Linked DNA regions of Gossypium hirsutum: region 1 is linked to region 2. A link is a contact called in public Hi-C data. All regions are on one chromosome and are shown on one strand. The core of a region is the stretch at or near the end of the contact, and the rest is flanking DNA. Distances in the headings are between cores, read along the strand shown. Region 1 has its middle 42 kb from the start of LOC107961784. Region 2 holds the start of LOC107961784.

Region 1 (6,145 bases), core at 1,939-4,438, 42 kb before region 2:
ATTGTCGATACAAATTTGAAAAAAAATATTATAAAACCTTTCATTAAAGCAGTTTTTAAATATTTTTTGTTAAATTTAATTAATTAAAATATTTAAAGTAATTTAGGTCAAAATTTAAAATAATTTGCCTAAAAAATGTGAACTATGATATTCATATTGGGACAGAGGGAGCATATAAAGATCTCAATCATCTTCTTGATTAGAGAGAAAAACACAAGAATTCTTCAAGGGTTAGGTTAAGGTAATATATATAGTTTATTCTCAAAATTTTGTTATATCAAACTATGTGATTGTTCTTTTATATTCATTTATAATATAGTTTTTTTTATATCAAACCAGTGGTTAAAAATTAAGTTAATAACAATATTAGACAACATTACCATTTAACCATGCCCCCTTTCCCAACTCTTACAAATCAACAGACCATCATTGGTAACCCAGAAGTGAATCCAACCTCACTTGACATGTCAACTATATTAAATAATCATTTATGGTACCAAACTAGGATGTAAGAACGTAAGATGCACTGCAGCACAGAGATAGACAGATATAGGTTAAGATGCATTGCAGTACAGAGATATAGACAGATCTAAGTTATGTAAGAATCAGCATGAATAAAATTCTGTAAAAGATTTCTCTAGTTATAGTAGACCTAGACAATTCACCAACAAAATGCAGGCAGTCAACATTATAAAAAGGAAAGAATCAAGAGAGAAACATACCTTGTATAAACAATCCAATATCAAAAGATCCAATTGTCCAGCACCATTTTTGGAAATAACTGATCAAATACAATTTATGTCATAGTTTATTTACCATGAAAACTCAGATCAAAAGCAAATCATTCAGAAAAAAGGAAAAGTCTCGGAACACCAAAAACTTAGAAGTGAGAGAACATGTGCTTTGCTTTCACCAAGTCCCTCTTAACGTAAAAGATGACCAGAACACTCAGTAAAAGGATGATCTCTAAGCATCTTATCTTCATTTTTTAGGTCAAGTCATAAAAAGGTTTCCTGTTTGTGAAACTTGCTGGAAAGTGGTCTCACTAAGAATACAACCTATTATCAGTAAAAGAAAGACTAAAGAATTAAAAGCTTGAAGGATATACTGATGTGTGAAGCTAGCTTTACAGCAATCTATATTGATTATTAACACATGCAACAAAATCTAACATGCATAAAATGCTAAAATTTACAAGCTCATCAAGATGACAAAGTAGCAGATAGAAGTCTCATCCCTACATTTAACATCACCAATAAAATGTAAATGTTTGAAGGTGTAAATGTATGTTAGCACACAAGGAGAAAATGCAGCACCTACCATACTCCGTGTTTGAAGGAAAACGTGAAACATCAGATATATAAGCCACTTTACACTTTTCACCGAAAAGATAACCTAAACAGAGATAATCTTCTCCATGCATCACCTATATCGAAGGTACGATCAAGCACTTAGACATGAATTAGAGATGGCAGAGATGTTATATTATCTAAGGAGACAGGGGACTGACTGGCAACGGAAAAAATTTCAGTCCTGATGCAACAAACGGTTTGTCATAGTGCTCCTCTATTATCTTCCAGTCAAGCTGTGCCACCCGCCTTACTTCTTGGCCTTCTCTAAGTTTCTTCTGAACCAAATACGGAAATTTTGTGGCAATGCTGTTGGACACAAACAAAGAAAACATCAGCCAAGGTTTGCTTGAGATAGGACAGCATAAAACGTAAGACATCCTTTCTACCATTTACAGCCGGTTTGGACAATCAGCTCCAATTCTAATGTCTAGAAACCTTACTTTTGACTTTGCTATTTAGAGCATATTATACCAATAACCTCTTATATTATACAAATATATGAACAACATATATATTGGTAATGTATCTGCATAACTGGAGATAGAAAAGTATTTATGCACAATAAAACCAAGAATAAAAATTCATATTATACCTATCCATTGAATGTCGAGTTAGGTAAATGGCGGTGGGATCAATATCGTTAGTAGGACTATGAGGTTGGATGGCACGAATATCATCCAAACCAAGAATTGCATCAGCATGTTCATGAGTCAAAACAATCTAGAGTTCACAAAAGGAAAATTAGTACTATTTTGGAATTGCACTAGTCAATAAACTAAATATAAGATGGTCACTATGCTAAGCTTAAACTCACAGAATCTACACGAGGAATCTTGTGGAAAGTGAACCACCGAAGAACTTGTTCCCTAAATGTCTTGCCCACATCAATAATAATATAATTGCGTATACCATCGCTGGAACAATAATCTATAAGCAAAGATGTATTGCACCTGAAAGGATAAAAAAAAATCGAAGCTGGAAAACCTTAAATTTCTTTGAGAAACTATAATCAGAAATTATCACATAATGAAAGCACAGATGTGGAGAATCATTTGAACTTGTGAAAATGAACAAGATTGTTAATTATATTCCTAAATTGCATTGCAAAAATATTTTATTTTTACATTAAGATTTCTTCAATTAACAGAATCTATTATAAAATGCATTTTTATCCAAGAAATTACAGTATTAAAATATTTTTATATCAGTTATTATAGTACTTGAATTATCAATATTTTTCTCATTGTCAATAAAATTACTTTTGCACGTTAATTGTGAGGATTTGTGCACGACTTGGGTATAATAAACAAATTAAACTAAGTTATTTTCTTTTACTACTAAATTAACAGCAACAAGTTACCAACGATATTTGATAAATTATTTAAAAAATGTCAAGACAATGTTGATATCACACAATAATGACTAGTGAAAAAAATGCACGGAAAAGTTTAGATCTGCGGTATAGAAGAAATTGTATGCACAATTAAATTTTAGAAAAAAAAATAAAGGGGAAAGGAGACCTGTAATTAGGGTTACGATCGGGGGGGTGGAGAGGGATTGGGAGCAGACTTGACAGGGAGGATCAGAGGGCTGAATCAAGCACATAGCGTTTGGGACGGCACTGGAGCAGCCGGTTCCAAGAAAGATCAGAGCCGATCCATCACCACTGCGACCACCGTTTCCTACGGCACTCTCAAGAGCTCCATTTTGGAGCGGGTTTTGATTTTCCATTATTATTATTATTGGAAATTTGAGGTGCTGAAAAGAGGATGAATGGGGAAGAAGAAGAAATTTTACCAAAGGTGGAGGGCATTTATAGGGAATAATCCGCCCGAATATTTTAACGGCTCCTGCCCTTTTACTTTTTTGCCACGTGACAGTTGTTCAAAACTTTTTAGGGTAAACTAACTAGTTGATCACCCAACTTTTAAGATGCTTTCATTTTGGTCCCCTATATGAAATCCTGCAATTTGGTCACCCAACAGAGGAAGAAACAGAGTTAAAGAATGAACTACAAAGAACAGTGATGAAGATTCTTGAAGATAAGGACTATGTATTTTGAGATAAACAATTATGCATATCAAGGTATGAATTAATCAATTGAATTCAAATAAAATTCAAGGATTTATAAGTTGATCGATTAATGTTCAACTATGAACCATCTAATTCATTAGAAAAACAACAACAAAAAATGTATAGAAATGAAACCTAGTCCTTACTCACAATCAATGCTACATATCAGGCTTTCTATTCTTTAACCATTACTGCAATTTCATCCTTTTATAGCTACAATGACAAGTTCAACATATATATAACTCAACTCAACTGATGGACCTTTGATCAGAAATTGATCAAAAGGTGCCTTCAATTGATTACAACTTTGCAGTGAAGTCTTCATCTCTTAAGAAGGTACCTTTAATTTGTATGTAGGACCAAAGGCAATGTTATGGGCCAAAACAGAAATCAGGACATTTAAGGAGCTAAGTAAAATGGTACGTTGACTCTCGTGCTTAAATCTTGACTTTATTTGATTCGCTCTTTCTATTTTCTGGATCATTTATCAACCTTACAGAAATGTTTTTGGATTTGATTAATGAGTTTCTTTTTTTTTTTTCATCAGATTTGATCTCTTGGTTTGGGACTTGAACTCTCTCCAGAATTTGATTTTTTTTTTCCATTGTGTTGTGTTTTCAAGGTAAGATTTCATTTTTCATGTCGAATGTAAATGTATCAATCATTTGGTTTTCTCATGGGACCCTGTTTTAGTATTCAATTTGTTTTCCCTACACTTGTTCAACTCAATTTGATTCTCATGTTTAACACATAAAATTTCAGAAATTTCTACTCTTTACCGTCTCGAGAATAGATCATATTCTTTGGAATAAAATTCATGCCTAGAATACCTATTTCTTCACCCATTGATGTTGACATTTTGGGCATGTTGCAAGCCTGCAGATTGTTTGTACAACTCCATTTCTTCATTCTTGTGTAAGCAAATTTTTGGTACTGCTGGTACAAAAGCAAAAGAAAAAAAAAGAAAAAATACAAAAGCAAAAGAAAAAAAAAAGAAAAAAAACAAAGGGTTATTGAGTACTTTTTAGTATTGACGTTTATTGAATTCTTTTCTATAACGACTCGATAGTAAGGGGTGTTGGAAAGTGTATTTCTGGGACTCCATTTTTGTAAACCAAACACATAAATATTTTTATTAAATATTTACGATGCTATTTTAGTAGTTAATTAATTTTTGGATTAGTAAATTTCGTGAAATTCGGAATTGTTAAGGTACAGAGACTAAATCGAGTGTGAGTTAAAAGTTAGTTTATAGGTTGAAATAAATAGGAGGGACTAAATTAGAAAATATACCATTAATTAAATGTTGAGTGGTGTCCGGTCATGGTTTATTGAAATTGTATGTGTATATTATATATGACATATATCTTTAATATAATAATTAATAAGATAAAAAAATTAATGTATGTATATATATTATATAATAGTAATAAATAATAAAACCATCACATGCAAAAATTAAGAAAGAAAATAAAAAGTGAGACGAACAGCCTAGGAAATTTTGGAGTTCAAACTTAAAATTGGTTATTTCAATTTAGCTCTGTTATTGTAATTTTTATATTTTTAGAATTTCGGTATCTAAGGTTACTTGACTTATATTGTAATTTTTAGTATTTTTCAAGATTTTAGATGTTGTCATTGTTAAATAGTTTAAGTATTAGGGATTAAATAGATATATTTTTAAGTTAGAAGTGGAAAAGAACTAAATTGTGGAATTAATTGTTGATTTTGTTAGGGACTAAATCGAGAAAAATTCAAAATTAAGGGGTAAAATTGGAAAAGAAGAAGCTAAGTTTAGTTTAGAGTGAAATTAGTATAAAAATATAATATTAAATGTGAAGGTTAAAAACTAGTCTCGGTTTAGGGACTAAATTGAAGAATAAGAAAAATATAGTGTAAAAATTAAAATTTAATGTGAATTGAATTGTGTAATTTTAATGTATTTTAATTGTTTTATTTCGTAACTAACGTCATACCAAAATCCTCGAGTAAAAAAGGGAAGGATAAAATCGACGTCGAATAGCTCAGAATTCACGGTTTGTGTTTCTATAATCCGAGCTAAGTTATAAATTATTGCATATTGAATTGTTGCATATGGTAAGCATTTGAGGCGGGTACTTTTGTACTTTGAAATTGAATTGAATTCATAGTCGATTAAAATGGATTGATTTGGTATATTATGAATTTATTGAATATATGAAGATTGAATTCAATATTTGTTTATACGTGATTATGTGCACATATGAGAATTGGACCTTGGATATATTTGAAAGAAAAATGGAACCCTATTAATTGTTTAGGGTTAAGTCGGATATAGATGTCATGCCATAGGATAGGAAGAGTTCAGGGATTTCTTCGACCTCGAGTCGATGAGGCACTAGGTGTCAATTTATATAGCGTTGGGCGCAGTTATTATTTTAGATTTATCCAATGAGGCACTGGGTGCCAAACTGGTGTGTTAGTTGGATCCATGTACAGATCGAGTCTGAGTCGTGTTAATAGGAAAAATAAATTAATAATTTATGTGATAGATATTGAAATTGCAAAGATAAGAAATGATTATGAGATGAGAAAATATTAAAATGACAGTCGTTCGAGTCCTAGTCGTGTTAATAGGGAAAATAAATTAATAATCTATGTGATTGATATTGAAATTGCAAAGATAAGAAATGGTTATGAGATGAGAAAATATTGAAATGTCAAATATGAGAAATGAATAG
Region 2 (6,251 bases), core at 2,525-5,024:
GGCCCAGCAGAACATTGTCTGGCATTAGTGACTTCGTCACCATCACGATCGATGACAGTTCCTTCAACACTATCAGCTTGCTGCGGGCGTAACTGTGGTCTGTCCTCTGAACTGGCACCTATCTCCAAGCTTCGCTTGCAAGAACTAGGACCCCGTGATTCATAAGAAACAGCTCGATCACCAACCTCACTATCTGATGGTTGCCCAATCATTAGATCCCGTCCCATATCTGCATCATTCATATTTCTGGATGTTGCGGCTCTACCCAACTGACTGAAGGACAAACTCCCAGCCATTGTAAGATTCAATTCAACATCTGTTTTTTGCATCAAATTTCTCTCATCAGTTGTTCCCACTTCATCACGGTCTTCAGTTGGTTCTTTCTCTGGATCATCAATGGCAACCCAACCACTAATTCCACTGGCTGCACTTACTCCACGAGTCAATCCCATTTTCTTGCTTGTATCAGGGATATCAATGTTGTTGGGAGCAACACGAGCAGGTCGAGGAACAGTTAAGAAATCCAATATCCTGACAGTAGCACCACATAAGCTACAGTCTAACAAAGGTGACCTGTATTCAGATCTAGACTCCACAACTATCAATTTATTTTTTCCACTATCCTTGCCAGAAGCAATGAGAGCATTTTTGCTCGGTCCAGGATCCTGCGAACGATGGACTTGAGTCGTGTTAGGGCCAAAAGAACATCCATTTCTAGCTGATTGAGCCGAATGCTCTTCACAGTCTTGAACATTTAGAAGCCATCTTGGTTCCCATCCACACAAGCTAATGAGCTTCTGTGACTGCAAAAAGGTAAAGCACATAAGAACATTGAAACATTACCAATTACCAGCAGATAGAACATCATTAGAATATCTTACACGAGAATATAGACAAAATGCACCATCTCGAGCATTATCAGCTTCCAGTATACTCTCTGATCTGGACTCAAACTCTGCCATATGATTCTGCAACTGATATAGAAGGCGATCAAGTTGTGGACCTCGAGAGACATGCATATGCTCCACTGCAGATGCTGCTACTACAGGAAGAGACTGGAACTGCATAAGTCCATCACACCTATCCTTATATCCTGCAATTAGAGCAGACTGAGGTGTTGGAGGGAATTGAACCAAGCTTTCTGGACAGCTGTTTCCTCTCCAAGGACAAGCAACCTTGTGCCCAACATCCAGCTGCTTGGAAAAGGCCTGACCAGCATCCTTAGCTTCAGAAATGAAAACCCCCCAGAAAAAAGATAAATATCAATAGCAATTGAGAGAAGGCAAAGAGGAGAGATCAAAGCAGTGTGTATCAATATCATCATCCACAATATTAATTTCATGACAGCAAACCACCCAAAATGTTCAGATCTATTTCTATGGTACAGAAACCAGAACAATTGTTAAGCAATCAACCTACCATAATAATAAGTAAAACCTAATTTAACATCAAGTAAGACTAAAACAAGCATAAATGGCTAAATTCATCATTCACGTTGCTGATCTAAAGAAAGTGAATGAAAGCAGAAGCAAGCATTTAGAAGCAATCACTTAGAAAAATATACAAACAACAAACATTAATGTTTCCTATAACTTATGTTTCTTAGCTACAACAATGTCAATTTATTGCTATAAATCATTTCTTAGGAAGGCAATGAATTATAGTTCCTAATAGCACAATTCGTTTAAAGGATAAAGAAAATCATAACTGTCCAGAAACTAAGTTCTATTTATCAGTCCATTTATCACAGTGTTGCTCATCTGTTTTCTATATATCATTAAGCATATCTGAAAGCATCAAATACCTTGAAATGCTCAAGTTTTTGTGATGATCACACTACAATGATTATATTTTCCTAGGGAGCTGAACTGCGAAAAGCAAATAATGGAATTACAGCAGCTAACCTTCAAAAGTAGCCCAGGATGGGGAGGAAGCAAAATTCAGGCATGCCCCACATGTTTCGCATGCAATTTTATCAACATCTATGTTTATCCAACCTCTCCGAGCACAAGACAATGAGCTTGCAACCTACAATTCATTTGAAAGGAGCAGTATGCCTTAAGATCATATTAATCAGACTCTATAACTAAAAGAATACTGAATCTCGTAAGTATTAAACTCAACACAGATGAAACCGCATTAGCTCTAAGCAAAAACTTGAAACTTTGTATTTGAAAGTGTATCCACTAGTAAATGTACACAAAGAAGATCCCAGATCAAAAGCATACCTTAGGTTTCCCAAACCAATTCACAGGCTTAAATGTAGCCAATCGCCTGAGAAGATCTCCTCTTTCCCATGGTCGGCATGAAGTTCTTGAAGATCCAAGAGCAGACCCACCAGCAGTAGAATGGCGTGAAATCCATTGGGCTTGGGATCCGACACAAGATTGAGAAGCTGCTTTGGAATTTTGGCCATGACCAGACCAGTCAACACTGCCGACATTTGTTGGAACAGCAGGGGAGGATGCACCAGCAGAACTGATAAGGACAAGTAGCATAAATATATATATATTGAACTCCTAATGGAACATCATATATATAACTGTTTCATATAAAATGAATGGAACAGGCATATCCACACCTCCTCACACTGTATATTAACAAATCCCTCGTATAAGTCAGTTTCTTTAACAGGAAATGACTATCCTGATAATTAATGGCATATTCCTAGTGGACGTGGAGCCAGTTTCCATCCTCTATTGGTCCCACCCTTAAAGGTAAGTAGCCACATAACAAGGTAATTAAGGACTTAGCACGTAGCAAAACAAGCATAGAAATGATAAACGGTATCATTTCTAGATCATCAAGGCTTTTCTACTCTGCTCTTCCTTTACATAACTTGAAACTAGACCAACAATTTTTGCAACAGTAAAAATACCCTCATTTATTTCAGGTCCTTAATAGCTATTTAAAAATTACAGCTTCAAAATACATTTAGTTGAGCTTGAGAGAAAAATTGAAAAACAAGATAGAAGGGATGAAATTGAGAAAAATTATAAATAACCCAGTGAACCGTCAAAACCAAAAACTGACTTTAATCTTTTCTTTTCAATTTTCTTTTTCCATTTTCGTGTTCGAGAGAAAATGCGCCTAAGCTCAAAATTAGGATATCTTTAGCCGAACCCATCCTCTCATTACTTGTTCCTCACTTTCCCGGCAACCAAAAACCTTGCTTTAACTAAATCTCAATAATTTTCCACTCTCCAGGACAATTAATCCCTCAGTCTTCTTCTCGCGTCGCTTTTCCCGGCAGCCAAACACACCCAATAGAAACCTAACCTTATCCCTAAAATTCACACAGAAAAACAGAAAACAAACCCCCACTTTCACCTGAAAAATGAAGGATTGCGAAAGAAAACCCTAATTTGAGAATTGAGATGACAATGGGGGAGGGAGAAAGAGAGGTGAGAATTGGTACCTCGCAGCAGGTGTGGGATCTATGGTCCCACCAGAGCTAATAACCTCTTCTCTCATTGCAGACCCTTCCCTCCTCTTCCTTTTGGCCTAAGAAAAAAGTAAATGTTACGGCAATAATTTGATTTCGAAAGCAGAGACCAAGTGAGTCGAACTCGAAACCCGAATAATTGACATTGTCAGCTGCCTTTTACATCGTGTATATAGTTGCCAGACGCGCGTAACGCGAGCGTATGGGCTTCAATCCTTAATCTCGCTTTTACTTGTTTAGGCCTTCATTTTATTTTATAAGCAAAAATTAGGAGGATATCAACGACACTTCAATCTTCTTTAAAGGCTTACACGTTTTTATTCTACGAAACTTTGTAAAAATAGTTGTCATGTGATAAATATAGAAAGATATTTGGGAAAAAGAATTAAAGAAAGAAATAAAGTGAAACAACAGATTTTCTTTTGCTTTTCTTTTCCCCATTTTATTTATTCACAAATTCAGTTGATAGGAACATCACATTTGAGGCATATTATACAGAAGCAAATATATAGCTGGTATGAGTATATAGTAGTGCCTTCTTTTACACAAGCTTAAGTTTCTAGCAACCTCTATCGAAGAACAAGATAAATATATTTTTTTTTTAATAGCCGCCGGTGACTGACAGTTCGCCCAATAGAAATCAACGGATAGCGCATTGCGACTGGGAATGCCCGTCATTGGGTGGAGAAGACCCAGCAGCACACCCTGCAATCATTGAAGGACTCAAATAAAAACCCAAAAACAAGGAGAGTTCAAAATTTTTGTCATTACTCATTGGTGCATGCTGGGAATATGAAAACATTAAACATATAAAAAATATTTTAAAAAATTAAGCATACTCATGTTCAAACACATACAATATCAACAACACTCTTGCTCAAGTCCAACCAACATATTATCTCTAACCTTAATTCAATGTAAATTTGTATAGATAAAGATAAAATCCAATACCCTGGCATGCAATATGATGGAAGGTAGATTTAATACAATTTATTTTGATTGTTGCATCATTCCAACAGAAATTAAATTTTCCCAACTGCTAATTGCTGACATACTCCAAGCCATCCACGTTAAATTCATACTGTACACACTTGAAATAATTTTGCAAAAGAGTCAAGCCTGAAGCTATCAGAGGATAACCTATATTTCCCCTAAAGAAGGGATAAGATTCCACTTAGCTAATGGGATTAACATCTCTATGTCTTAGTCCAGCAAAAATACGTTGAATCTAGATTCTCCTTCCAATAAAAAAAAAATCATAGGAGGATAGGTGATTGACAATTCAGAAGAGATGCACGCTCTTGTAGATGGAACGATATACTAACCATCCTTTTCTTCCACTTTTCCTCTGTCTGTAGTTGTCCAAACAATATCTTTTAGCCCAGTAGAGAGATTATTATAGAACTGTAAATTTAGGAAACAGTGTTATTTCAAGGTAATATCAAACCAAAGAGGAAAATATATATATCAGGTGTACTTAGAATCGGGAAACATCAAATTGACATGCTTTGCATGGCTGTACATGACCATGGTTATCAGCAAATTATTAAACAAAAGTGCCCACTGCATTAATGATACAGCACTGACATTAGGGTAATACCTTGTGAAATTCCAGGGTATCCCCTTCAGACTTTCGAAGTTCAACCATGAAAAGGGAAGGAGCCACCTGAAAAATCTGAAAAAGAAAAGAGGCAGTGTCAGGGGACATGTTATAGATAGAATCATTAATAATCATGTTCAATCAATTTCAGACAAGGTGAAACTGAAATTATGCAAAAACAATTATGACTGAGACAGAGGTACCTCTGTTGTAACAGCCAAATGACCCTTGCGTCCAGTTTTTTCTCCTAGAAGCTTCATCTGAGATGGGTAAAAAACAGGGAAATTAAACTGATTTTCTAGTCAAAGTTCTAAACTGACTACACATCATCTCAATTTAGATACATCAGAGTCTCTCTATGCAACACTCCAGTTCTATTCGAAAGAGTTTGATACCAAGACAATTACCAAATGGAGTTGGTGACAAACACAAACAAAAATGGAATCATGTTTAATATGTGTCCATCAGAAATAGCATCAGTGCTTCACTGAGCAGGTGTAGACTTGTTAATAAATGATCAAATATCATGATTAGCAAGCATGAATATTAACTGCAAATTGATCCATCTAATTTTTTGAGACGATAAACAGCAGTCAAAATGAAGAGGCTGGGTAGAGATTAAACCTTGTAGTTATTTTTCTTCACACCAAAACCCATGGGCATTGCAGTTTTTTCTATTTTTGAGATTATCTCATTAGCAGGACATTTTGATGTGAATCTTGTTTCCCGTTTAACAAGTCCCTGTAATTAGAGGAAATTGCAACCACTTTAACTTTCAAGGTTATGTATTTTGTAAGTTGACGCATAATCCAAGACTTCCACATAATGGAACATATTCTATTAGATTTGTCGGTCTAAACTTTTTGTATGATCGTATCAGTGAATATCAACCACACTGCATCAAGAACTAAAATTTCATTTTAAGCAAAATAGGACCAGTAAACAATGGGATTTAACAGGTGAGTTATCAATGACATGCCTCAAGACCGTTAACACACTTTATGCACAACTTCAGAGTTCAAGAAAATTCTAGTTCATGTCTACCACCAAAGGGGCTTTCACTTCACTGGATGAATCAAAATGTGAGATTCTCCAGGCTGTTTCCCTCTTGTGCTTAATATATCACATAGAAAGTCACGTATAACTAGCTAACATACCATTTGCTTCTCAAACAGACTACTGAGGTTGAGACCCTGCGATGTTGAG

The links. A called contact is a pair of places that touch in the nucleus more often than the background predicts.
Region 1: a Hi-C map of leaf shows a contact between it and region 2, with 2.1 times the contacts expected there. The contact joins the enhancer-like site here to the promoter of LOC107961784 in region 2. A contact is called at or near these places in 15 of 34 Hi-C or Micro-C datasets (anther, callus, fibers and 4 more).

What each region holds. Positions count from the first base shown.
Region 1 is chrA06:110,311,099-110,317,243 of Gossypium_hirsutum_v2.1, reverse strand. It overlaps the pseudogene LOC107961787. Among protein-coding and RNA genes, the nearest start is that of LOC107961784, 42 kb to the right of the region's middle. Within about 2 kb of position 3,188, at least 7 of the 9 cell types and tissues checked have an H3K27ac peak or open chromatin away from gene starts, as enhancers often do. A contact at or near this core is called in fibers and leaf, where this site is marked.
Region 2 is chrA06:110,269,750-110,276,000 of Gossypium_hirsutum_v2.1, reverse strand. LOC107961784 reads right to left here and starts at 3,774. Exons shown (of 9, transcript XR_001701413.2): 1 at 3,419-3,774; 2 at 2,229-2,478; 3 at 1,905-2,028; 4 at 882-1,225; 5 at 1-803. LOC107961786 (CBL-interacting serine/threonine-protein kinase 23) reads right to left here. Exons shown (of 15, transcript XM_016897915.2): 10 at 6,203-6,251; 11 at 5,670-5,786; 12 at 5,249-5,305; 13 at 5,046-5,120; 14 at 4,771-4,849; 15 at 3,849-4,150. The coding sequence ends at 4,086.